Regions from separate parts of the Pan troglodytes genome. Here region 1 is linked to region 2. The links are chromatin contacts, called in public Hi-C maps. All regions are on one chromosome and are shown on one strand. The core of a region is the stretch at or near the end of the contact, and the rest is flanking DNA. Distances in the headings are between cores, read along the strand shown. Region 1 holds the start of TMCC3 (transmembrane and coiled-coil domain family 3). Region 2 holds the start of LOC737096 (succinate--CoA ligase [GDP-forming] subunit beta, mitochondrial-like).

Evidence for each region. Hi-C and Micro-C count contacts between places; a contact is called where the count stands out from the background.
Region 1: a contact with region 2 is called in a Hi-C map of induced pluripotent stem cells, with 2.8 times the contacts expected there. The contact joins the promoter of TMCC3 here to the promoter of LOC737096 in region 2. A contact is called at or near these places in 2 of 7 Hi-C or Micro-C datasets (induced pluripotent stem cells and stem cell-derived neural progenitor cells) and 1 of 1 other capture datasets (stem cell-derived neural stem cells).

Annotation. Positions count from the first base shown.
Region 1 is chr10:101,708,722-101,713,152 of NHGRI_mPanTro3-v2.0_pri, reverse strand. TMCC3 (transmembrane and coiled-coil domain family 3) reads left to right here and starts at 1,466. Exons shown (of 4, transcript XM_009426008.5): 1 at 1,466-1,765. The coding sequence starts at 1,757.
Region 2 is chr10:101,381,294-101,385,668 of NHGRI_mPanTro3-v2.0_pri, reverse strand. LOC737096 (succinate--CoA ligase [GDP-forming] subunit beta, mitochondrial-like) reads right to left here and starts at 1,689. Exons shown (of 1, transcript XM_054664613.2): 1 at 453-1,689. The coding sequence starts at 1,633. The coding sequence ends at 479.

The DNA of each region.
Region 1 (4,431 bases), core at 217-2,716, 330 kb before region 2:
TGTCGTTTCTTACATTTCCCCCTCACACATCAGTCACTCCTCCCCCTATCTGTGCTGATAGGCACCAAAGAGAAATCCAGACAAAATGTTTTTATTCATTAGATCATTAAGGTACTTCGTGTAATATTACGGTCTCTATAGTGCTGCTGACAATCAATGTTAGAAAATTATAAAGGTATTTCTTTGGCAGTGGTGATCTGCCAGAATAACTGGCATAAAGGCAATGCCAAAGCTGAAACACTCATGAGAAGTGTTTACCCGGCACAAGCCTTTGCATTCCCACTGCTGTCTGCCTGCATACCTGTCACAGCCGCTTTGGAAACACAAGCGTCCTTGGATGCTTTTCAAAGGATCCTTTGACAAACAAGAGATATTTTTTTTCTACACAAAATTCAGGCTGCCTTGAGTTCCGTGCTATTTGATTTACTTTGTTCAGCAGTCGAAGCAGAATAAAATCAGCTTTCTTCCTGGAAGACCTTCCCACATCATTCCATCCTGTTCTTGCGGATTTAGATCCTGCATTCTGAGCTCAAGGGTGTGCAGCGTTTTCATGATCTGGGGAATACATTTTTCCCCCTTCTCATTTTTTTCCCCCAGAAGCATTAGCATTTGGGGATGGGCTCCCGTGTTGTTTGGAAAAGTTGGGGTGGAGGTCGATTGTGAAGAGAAAGCTGTGCACACAGGGGACTGCTAGGAAAACCCGTGGGTTTCGCTGGAATGGGGATGCTGACCTCTTCCCCTGCCGAGCTCCTTCACCTGAATGAGACCAGACGGTCTCTGTTCCACGATGTTTCCTCCAGCCCCGGGTGGATCTGCTGTTTACCACTCTTAACTCTCTTCCCATCCCTCCTCGGAAAGCTTTATGAATGCTCAGGACTTTCAAAAAACAATCGCAGAATCTAAAGAATGGTAAAGGGCCGACGCACTGGCTCACACCTCTCATCCCAGCACTTTGGGAGGCCGAGGCTGCAGGATCGCTTGAGGCCAGGAGTTCGAGACCAGCCTGGGCAAAATGGCGAGACACCAGTCTCTACAAAAGAATAAAAATACAAAAATTAGCCGGGCGTAGTGGAGCACTCGCCTGTGGTCCCAGCTACTGGGGAGGCTGAGGCGGGAGGATCGCTTGAGCCTGGGAGAATCGCAAGGCTGCAGTGAGCCGAAATCGCGCCCCTGCGCTCAGCCTGGGGGACAGAGCGAGACCCTGTCTGAAAAATTAAAAAGAAAACGAAGAGTAGGAACGGACATTAGCGGGCCACCTTCCCATCCCATGGGGAGAATTTTAAGGTGGTACTTTTAAGGCGGGTGAGAATTGCCATCTGCGCTCTCCGCCAATCCACTCTTGCTCCGCAAACTTGGGGTCCCTGTAGGGTGGGCCCAGCTTTCACCCCAAAGCTTCTCCAGCTCAGTTCTGGAGACTCGCTCCGCTCCTGGTGGGGCCGGAACTCGAGGAAGAGGAGAGGGGCGAAGCGGCCCGAGGAGGCGGGGACGCTGCGACGGCGGCAGAAAGGCCCCGGGGCCCCGGAGCTCCGCGAGCTCAGTGCGCCCTTGGCCGGCTCCGCGCCTCCGCCGCAGCCCGGGAGAGCCCCGGGGACCCCGCGGCCAGCGCTACCCCGCCCCGCCCCCGCCGGCTTGGCGGCCGCGGCGCAGGCGTGTGCAGGAGCGGGCAGCGCGGAGCTCCCGGCCGGCCGAGCGTCGCCGCCCGCCCAGCCCTTCTCGCGCCCAAGTCGCCGAGCCCCGCCCGGACGGCCCAGACACCATGCGGAGGGTGAGTGCGCCGTCGCCCCGGGGTGCGGGGGCGGGGGCGTGCGCCGGGGTCCTCCCAGCGGGAATAGTGAGGGTGCGGCGGGGACGGACCTCGGCGGGGAGCGCGGTCGCCCCCGGGGGACTGAGGAGGGGAAGGGGCGCCGCGGGGACCCCGGGCCCGCACTCTTCGGGGCTGCGCTCGCACGTCGGAGCCCTGGGCCCGCGCTTGCGAGGTGGGCTGCGCCCGGCACTCCGCCCCACGCCTGCTGGCGAGCCCCTTCTCCGGCTCCCCTGACGCCCGCCTGGCTGCCAGAATTCTGCCCAAAGCCCCGGTCCTTCTTTGGGAGCCCGGGCAGCTCTGCTGGGCGTCGGTGGGGCTCCCTTGGCGCACACCCCAGAGACGGAGCCAGCCCCAGGTCCGGGCCAGGTGGGCGACAGGTCGAGGCCGGGGCTGGGGTTGGGGAGAGGAAGGATGCCTGCACTCCGGCATTTGGAAGGCGCGAGTCTCCTCCAGGCACGGCCCGCCGACGGCGCGCAGCTCCTGGCCTGGGGCGCCCTCGGGGGCTGCGGCTGCTGCTTTACCGGCAGGTGCCAGGGAGCCCGCGCTCACCCCCACCCTCCAGCCAAGGCTGCCTGTGGAAAAACGAAAAATAAACAGGCTCAGCTGCAGTGGCTCTTCCACCTCCAGGGACAGCTTGGGGGACTGGTGCTGCTTGTTGTTAGCCCCGGAGAGAGCGCAGGCCCTAGTGCAGCTCGTTCTTACTTGTCTGGGGAAGTTAATTGACATGAAGATGCTGGCGACTTTGTAAGTTACTAGACCCGTTTGTATTTTAACTTTGGAAATGGAAGGTGCTTTAATCAAATACAGGATCTCAGCATTAATATGTGTGGAAAAGCAGTAGAGGAAACTTAAGGAAATCCTATTGGGTACCCTCCACATTGTCCCAGAACTCCTAAGGCCACCCTGAAGACAGTTTACGCGCCAAGGAAGGGGTGGAGGGGTATTTCCTGAAGAGACAAGGCTGAGAAGAAATGGAAGAAAACCAAACCAAAACAAAACAAAAAAAAGAGAAGAAAACAAAAACGGAATAAGACTCTCCCACCAGAGTCCATGCATTTCTCTAGGTTGGAACTTGAGGTTGGCTTGTTGCAAGGTACGTAGGCGCCTATTGCTTTGGTCATCTGAGTGGCCCTTTTAGAGATTTCCGCCTCTCAGCGGCTGGGCTGCTCCCAAGGGAACTCGGGCCTCTTTTTGCTGGTGGTACCAGAATTAAGTGTTCTGTGTGTGTGTGTTGAAGGGGGTGTCTTTGGAGGGAGTATAGAGCAAATGTGAATTGGCCCCAGCTGCCCCTGGAAAGTCTCTCAATGAGCTGACACGGAAATTTACCTGGCTTATACTTTTGGAGCTAGTCCAGACCTGCTCAGGTGTTTCTGGGGAGAACAGGATTCCAGCCAGGCTGGCCAGCTAGTTTGGCATGCAGCAGAAATGGAAACTGGCCGTGGTGAGGTTACTTGTTTGAACTCCAAATTCAGGGGTCAGCAACCTCCTTTTACCCTCAGTGCCTCAGGGTAATTAAAGAAAAGAGCCTGGATGGGATCCGTAGAAATGCGTGTTAGAGGGAGAATCACGATTTGGAGATGGAGGGCATTGACCAGAGTATCTTAACATGTGATCTGCCTACTACCTGCCTTAGGATGAAAGAGATGGATGCTTGCTGCAGATGCAGATTCCTAGGCTGTGTTTCAAACCTAATGAGTTAGAATCTCTGAAACTGGAGCTCGGCAATCTGCATTTTAAATACTCAGCCCCCACCTCCGTAAGACGTGTATTAAGCACCTACTATGTGCAGGCGCTGTTCTGAGCTCTAGGAATACTGTGAGGAACATGACATACAAAAGCCTTGTTCTCTTGGAGGCCGCATTCAAACTGAGAAATCAGATAATAAAGTAGTAAACAAATGTACAAATAATGTAGTTTCAGATAGTGATGAGTGCTATGAAGAAAATAGAGCAGGATTTGTGCCCAGGTTTGCTGGACTCCAAAGCCCTGGCTCTTGACATTACACTCTGTTGCCTACAAACTTTTTGTTTCTGCCCCAGACCCTGTCTGGTTCTGGAGAAGCATATAATTTGGCAGTTTGGCAGATGCATGTGGCAGCCCTTCAACTGTGGCAGATCAGTAACTGCAGAGAGAGAGTGTGCAGACACACTATTAGAATCAAAAGTAATTACTTTCCTTTGGTGTCCTTGAATGAAAGAGAAGGTGTGTAGGGAATGTACAGAGTAGGAGCACAGAAGATGCCCAGTATTTGGGTTGCTCTGAAGAGAGAAGCTGTGGTCTGAATGTTTGTTGTCCCCGCAGTTCATATGTTGAAATCCTAACCCTCAAGGTGATGGTATTAAGAGGTGGGTCTTTGGGAGGTGATCAGGTTACAAGGGCAGAACCTTATAAAGGAGGCCTCAGAGAGCTTCCTTGTCCCTTCCATGATGTGAGAAGACACTATCTCTGAACCAGAACTTGGGCCCTCACCAGACGCTGAATCTGCTGGGGCCGTGATCTTGGACTTTCCAGCCTCCTGAACTGTGAGAAATGCATTTTTGTTGTTTATAAGTCACCCAGTCTATGGGATTTGATTGTAGCAGCCCAAATGGACAGTGACAAAAGGCTAATGTTGTGCACACCGTGCT
Region 2 (4,375 bases), core at 440-2,939:
TGCCTTTTTAGTAGCTAATGTTCAGTGTAATCTTGTGCCTTTTTAGTAATTAATATATTAAATATAATCTTGTCTGAGTTTTTAAATGGTCTGTTCTTCTTTTTCATTATGTAGGATTAGATGCCCACCAAAATTCTTGTAAATGAAGCAGGACCCGATTTCAAATTCTGTCTATACACACAATATTTGGCCACATAGACCGCTCCCCAAAGTCTGCAAAACACTGCCTACTGGGCAGGCTTACAGTGACAGAAAAGTATGAGAATACGAGATATTATTTTTATAAAGACTAAAATCAGATTTAGGCTGTCTAGATAGCTTATTCCAGAAAACACAGATTTAAGATTTTTCAGTGATTCTTGCCTTTACCCCCCCCCCTTTTTCCTCCCCAACGAGATAACCATTTCTTTCACAATGATGAACCATCCCTTTTTATGGAAAAATGGCTTTGTTTCTCCATCGGATCAGGACAAAGACATCACTTCTTGGCCACACTGGCCACAGCCTTCTTGGCTGCATCCTCCAGGTCAACGGCTGAAGTAATGGGGAGTCTGCTGTTGTTGGGTATTTTCTGGGCCTCTTGGACGTTGGTTCCTTCAAGCCAAATCACAAGGGGCACCTTGAGTTCTAGCTCCTGGCAGGCTTTGGTGATCCCATTGGCAATGATGGCACAGTTGACGATACCACCAAAAATATTGACAAGGATGGCTTCAACCTTAGGATCAGCTGTGAGCAATTTGAATGCTTGATATACTTGAGCTTCCTTTACACCACCTCCAAGATCCAAGAAGTTGGCTGGCTTCCCACCATTAAGGAAAATGATATCACAAGTAGCCATGGCGAGCCCAGCACCATTCACAAAGCAGGCAATGTTCCCATCTAGTCCTATGTATTTTAGATCATATTTGGCAGCTTCATTTTCAATGGGCTCATTCTCTGATTTGTCGTCCATAGCAAATATGTCTTTTTGTTGGAATTCTGCATTGTCATCAAAGTTTATCTTGGCATCAAAGCAGACAACTTGTCCTTCTGGAGTTTCACCAAAGGGATTCACTTCCACCTGAGTAGCATCAATTTTCAGGAAGAGATTATACAGCTTCGTAATTTGATCTGCAGCCTGGCTTTTCAAAGGCCCAACGAAGCCTAGATTTTCTGCCATCCACTGAGCTTGGCTGTCCTTTATTCCTTCAAAAATGTCAATTTGCTCCTTAAAAATGAGCTCTGGGTTTGAAGCAGCCACCTCTTCAATGTCGATGCCCTCCTGGGGGCTGCCCACCAGCACGGGACCATTGCAGGACTGGTCCATCAGAATTGCCAGGTAGGTTTCTCTGGAAATGTCCAAGGCTTCAGCAACCATCACCTTGTTAACTTTCACACCTTCTTTTGGAGTTTGTTTTATCGCTAGATTGTACCCAATCATCTGTTTAGCCAGCTGTCCCACAACATTAGGGTCTTTTGTTAAATTAACACCTCCTCTCAAACCACTATTGAAGACACCTTTTCCTCTTCCTCCAGCTAAGATCTGGGCTTTTAAAACAATTTCTTTTGCATTTAGTCTCTTAGCGGCCTCGAGAGCTTCATTCGCAGTGTCTGCTACAAGGAATCTTTGAACTCTCACTCTGTTATCAGACATCAGTTTCTTGCTCTGGTATTCCTGCAGGCTCAGCCATCTTCTGGAGGTTAATTGAACTGCCCGGGACCTGGCCGCCAGGAAGCGGGGCAGCAGCGCTAGGGCTTGCAGAAGCTTCCAGGCCTCGCTACCATGGGGGACGCCATCTTAAACAGGAAACCTAGCACTCTAACAGCCTTTTATCTACTGCCCCTTTCCCTTTTTTCCTGCCTTGTGTGAAGATGTGATGCGTGGAACCGTGGCAGCCATCTTGTAACCATGAAGTGATGAGAATGAGAACTAAAAGCCAAGGAGCTAAGGATGGCAGAAGAAAGCCAGACAGGAGCTGGGTCTCTGTGAGCCCCATTGAGCAGTTGAGTCAATGCTGGGAATCATCTGTCTGGAGACTTCTTGTGATGTGAAGTCTTAAATGTCTTTCCTTATGCCTTTGATAATGGCCATTAGTTGCATCATAAGCCATTCGTAATTGACACAGGGAGTAGGAAGATGAAGGTAACAATGTGAGCAAACTTATCACGTGTTGATGTGGCGCTCTTGAAGCAGCTATTTTAGTCTGAGAGGCAGTTTTTTTGTTTGTTTGCTTGTTTTTAGGTAGCTGGGGGGAAAGCCAAACTATTAAATATTTAGTTTTTAATTATTGTTACTAAGTAGTACATTCAGTAGTCATCAGGCCCACATCCCTTGTCCCTTGTTTGTCTTTTTCACTTAGGCCTGCTTTTAATTTTTAATATAAAACAGTGTTTTGAGCAATTTTGTGGAGAGTGTTTTCAAATGGTCACATCAGACATTCCCTGGGTCAAAATGGCCACAGCAAATAGGCCTCCGCCAAGTGTATGGCCTCACCTGGAGCAAAGGCACGGGAGGCAGGGATCTGTGGAGTAGGGTGAGGACACAGCAAGTTAAGATGGGGGTGGGGTCATGTGGAGTGGAACTCAGAGAGTTGGGGGTTGAGTGTAGAGTAGAATAGGGGCAAAATATGTGAAATGCAGGGCTTGGGAAAGGTGGGAGCCCTTCTTTCCCAAATGCAAATTGGGGGCACCCATTTCACTGGGATGTTCTTGGCCTCCATCCCATCCTGCCTATTTTGTGCACCTTCAGATGGCCTGCTCTCATCTCAGCCCCACCTGGGGGCCTGTGAGAAACGTGGTTGCCCCAGTGTCACACAGGAAGTATGGCTGTCACTGCTGCTGAGGTCTAAAGTCCATCCTGGGGTGAAGATGTGGTCGTCTGGTTGGAATCAGGGACCAGGAGACTTGACTGGAAGTTTCTAGTGTCTGATGCTGGTTGCTTAGGGGAGTCACCAGACAGTCCCCATGATGCCACCTGCAGAGGAAGTAGAAAGATGAGATCCAGAGATCCAGAGCAGAGAGAGAGTGGAGGACCCAGCGGCCGATGGGGACAGTGCAGAGCACCCCCATCCATATTCAGACATGCAGATGGATTGGAGTACTTGATGATGATTGCATAGCATCCGGATTGGGAATGATGAATTCAGCCTCCACCACAAGTGCAAAGTCCCTGGGACCAGCTGTCCAGAGTCACCCAGTTCTTAATCACTAGACCTCTAGAGATAATGGTCCCCATCCTCACACTTCACCCTTCCCCAGACTGCCCCAAATGTAGCTCTTCTGATGACAGTATTCTCCAGGCTTTATGAAGTTTTACTAATTGTGGCTGGTTAGTTATTTCTGAAGAAATTGTTTCTAGTCCTGGTGTTGAAGGATAGCACTTGAGCAAACAGAGAAAACACATAATAAACATTCCAAGGCCATTGGCCTTTGGAGAAAGCTTGTCTTTCGGTCATATCACTTCTTCTAATGTGGCTTTTTTCCCCCTCAGAGAAGGGTGTTAGAGGACAGGGCATTTTCCCTCTAGACATTGTCAGTGGGACAGTTCCATGAGTGTATTGGTGGTTCCTGGTCATGTGCTGTGATCACCAAGGTTCAGCCATTTTTGGGTCTGGGGAACCGGCAGGTTCCTTCGGTATAACGCTCCCCATTGTTGAGGTTATAGCAGCCTCTAGGGGTTGCCACGGGTTACTGTGCTGGCTACAGTGTCTTGGATCCCTTTAAAGTTGGAGTTCTCAGGGTTTCCTACAGGTGTTCCAGGGGAGCACGGAGGGTCTGATGGCTGGACTTTAGCGTCGCCTCCATCTGCTGCCCATGGTCTGCAACTTAGGGTGTCAGCTTGCCTAGACCCACCTAAGAATCACCCCCACTCTAACTGCACACACGCAACATACACACATGTGCACACAGCCCCTGCTCTGAAGGGGGTGTGCATTCGCCTCACTCCTCTTGTTGAAGCCCCCCGAGTTCCCCTAGTTCTTCCCTATGTCCCCAACCTCCTCATTCGCTGAACACAAACAAGTGTGTTTGTGTTCACACGTGGCCCTGGAGAGCTGTTGCCAAGCGGCATTTAGCATTTTCCTGAATCTCTTAGCAGGGGCATTCCAGGCTCTAGTTTTTATGATTTATCTCAAAATCCAATCCAATCTCGTCACCCTCTGCTTACAGCCTGTGGCAATTTCCCATTTCCCCTTCTTGTGGCCTATAAGGCCCCTTTCCCATCTCCCTGCCCTCTTCACCCTCGTCTCTCCTGACACACCATCCCCACCTGCTAGTCAGAATGAATTTCTTTTTGTACTTCAAAAGCTCTCTTCTCATTCTTGAAATTTTACAATTAATCCCATCTGGCCACAGCTCTGTGTACAGCATGGCAGTGTCTAATAATTAGTTATGAGTG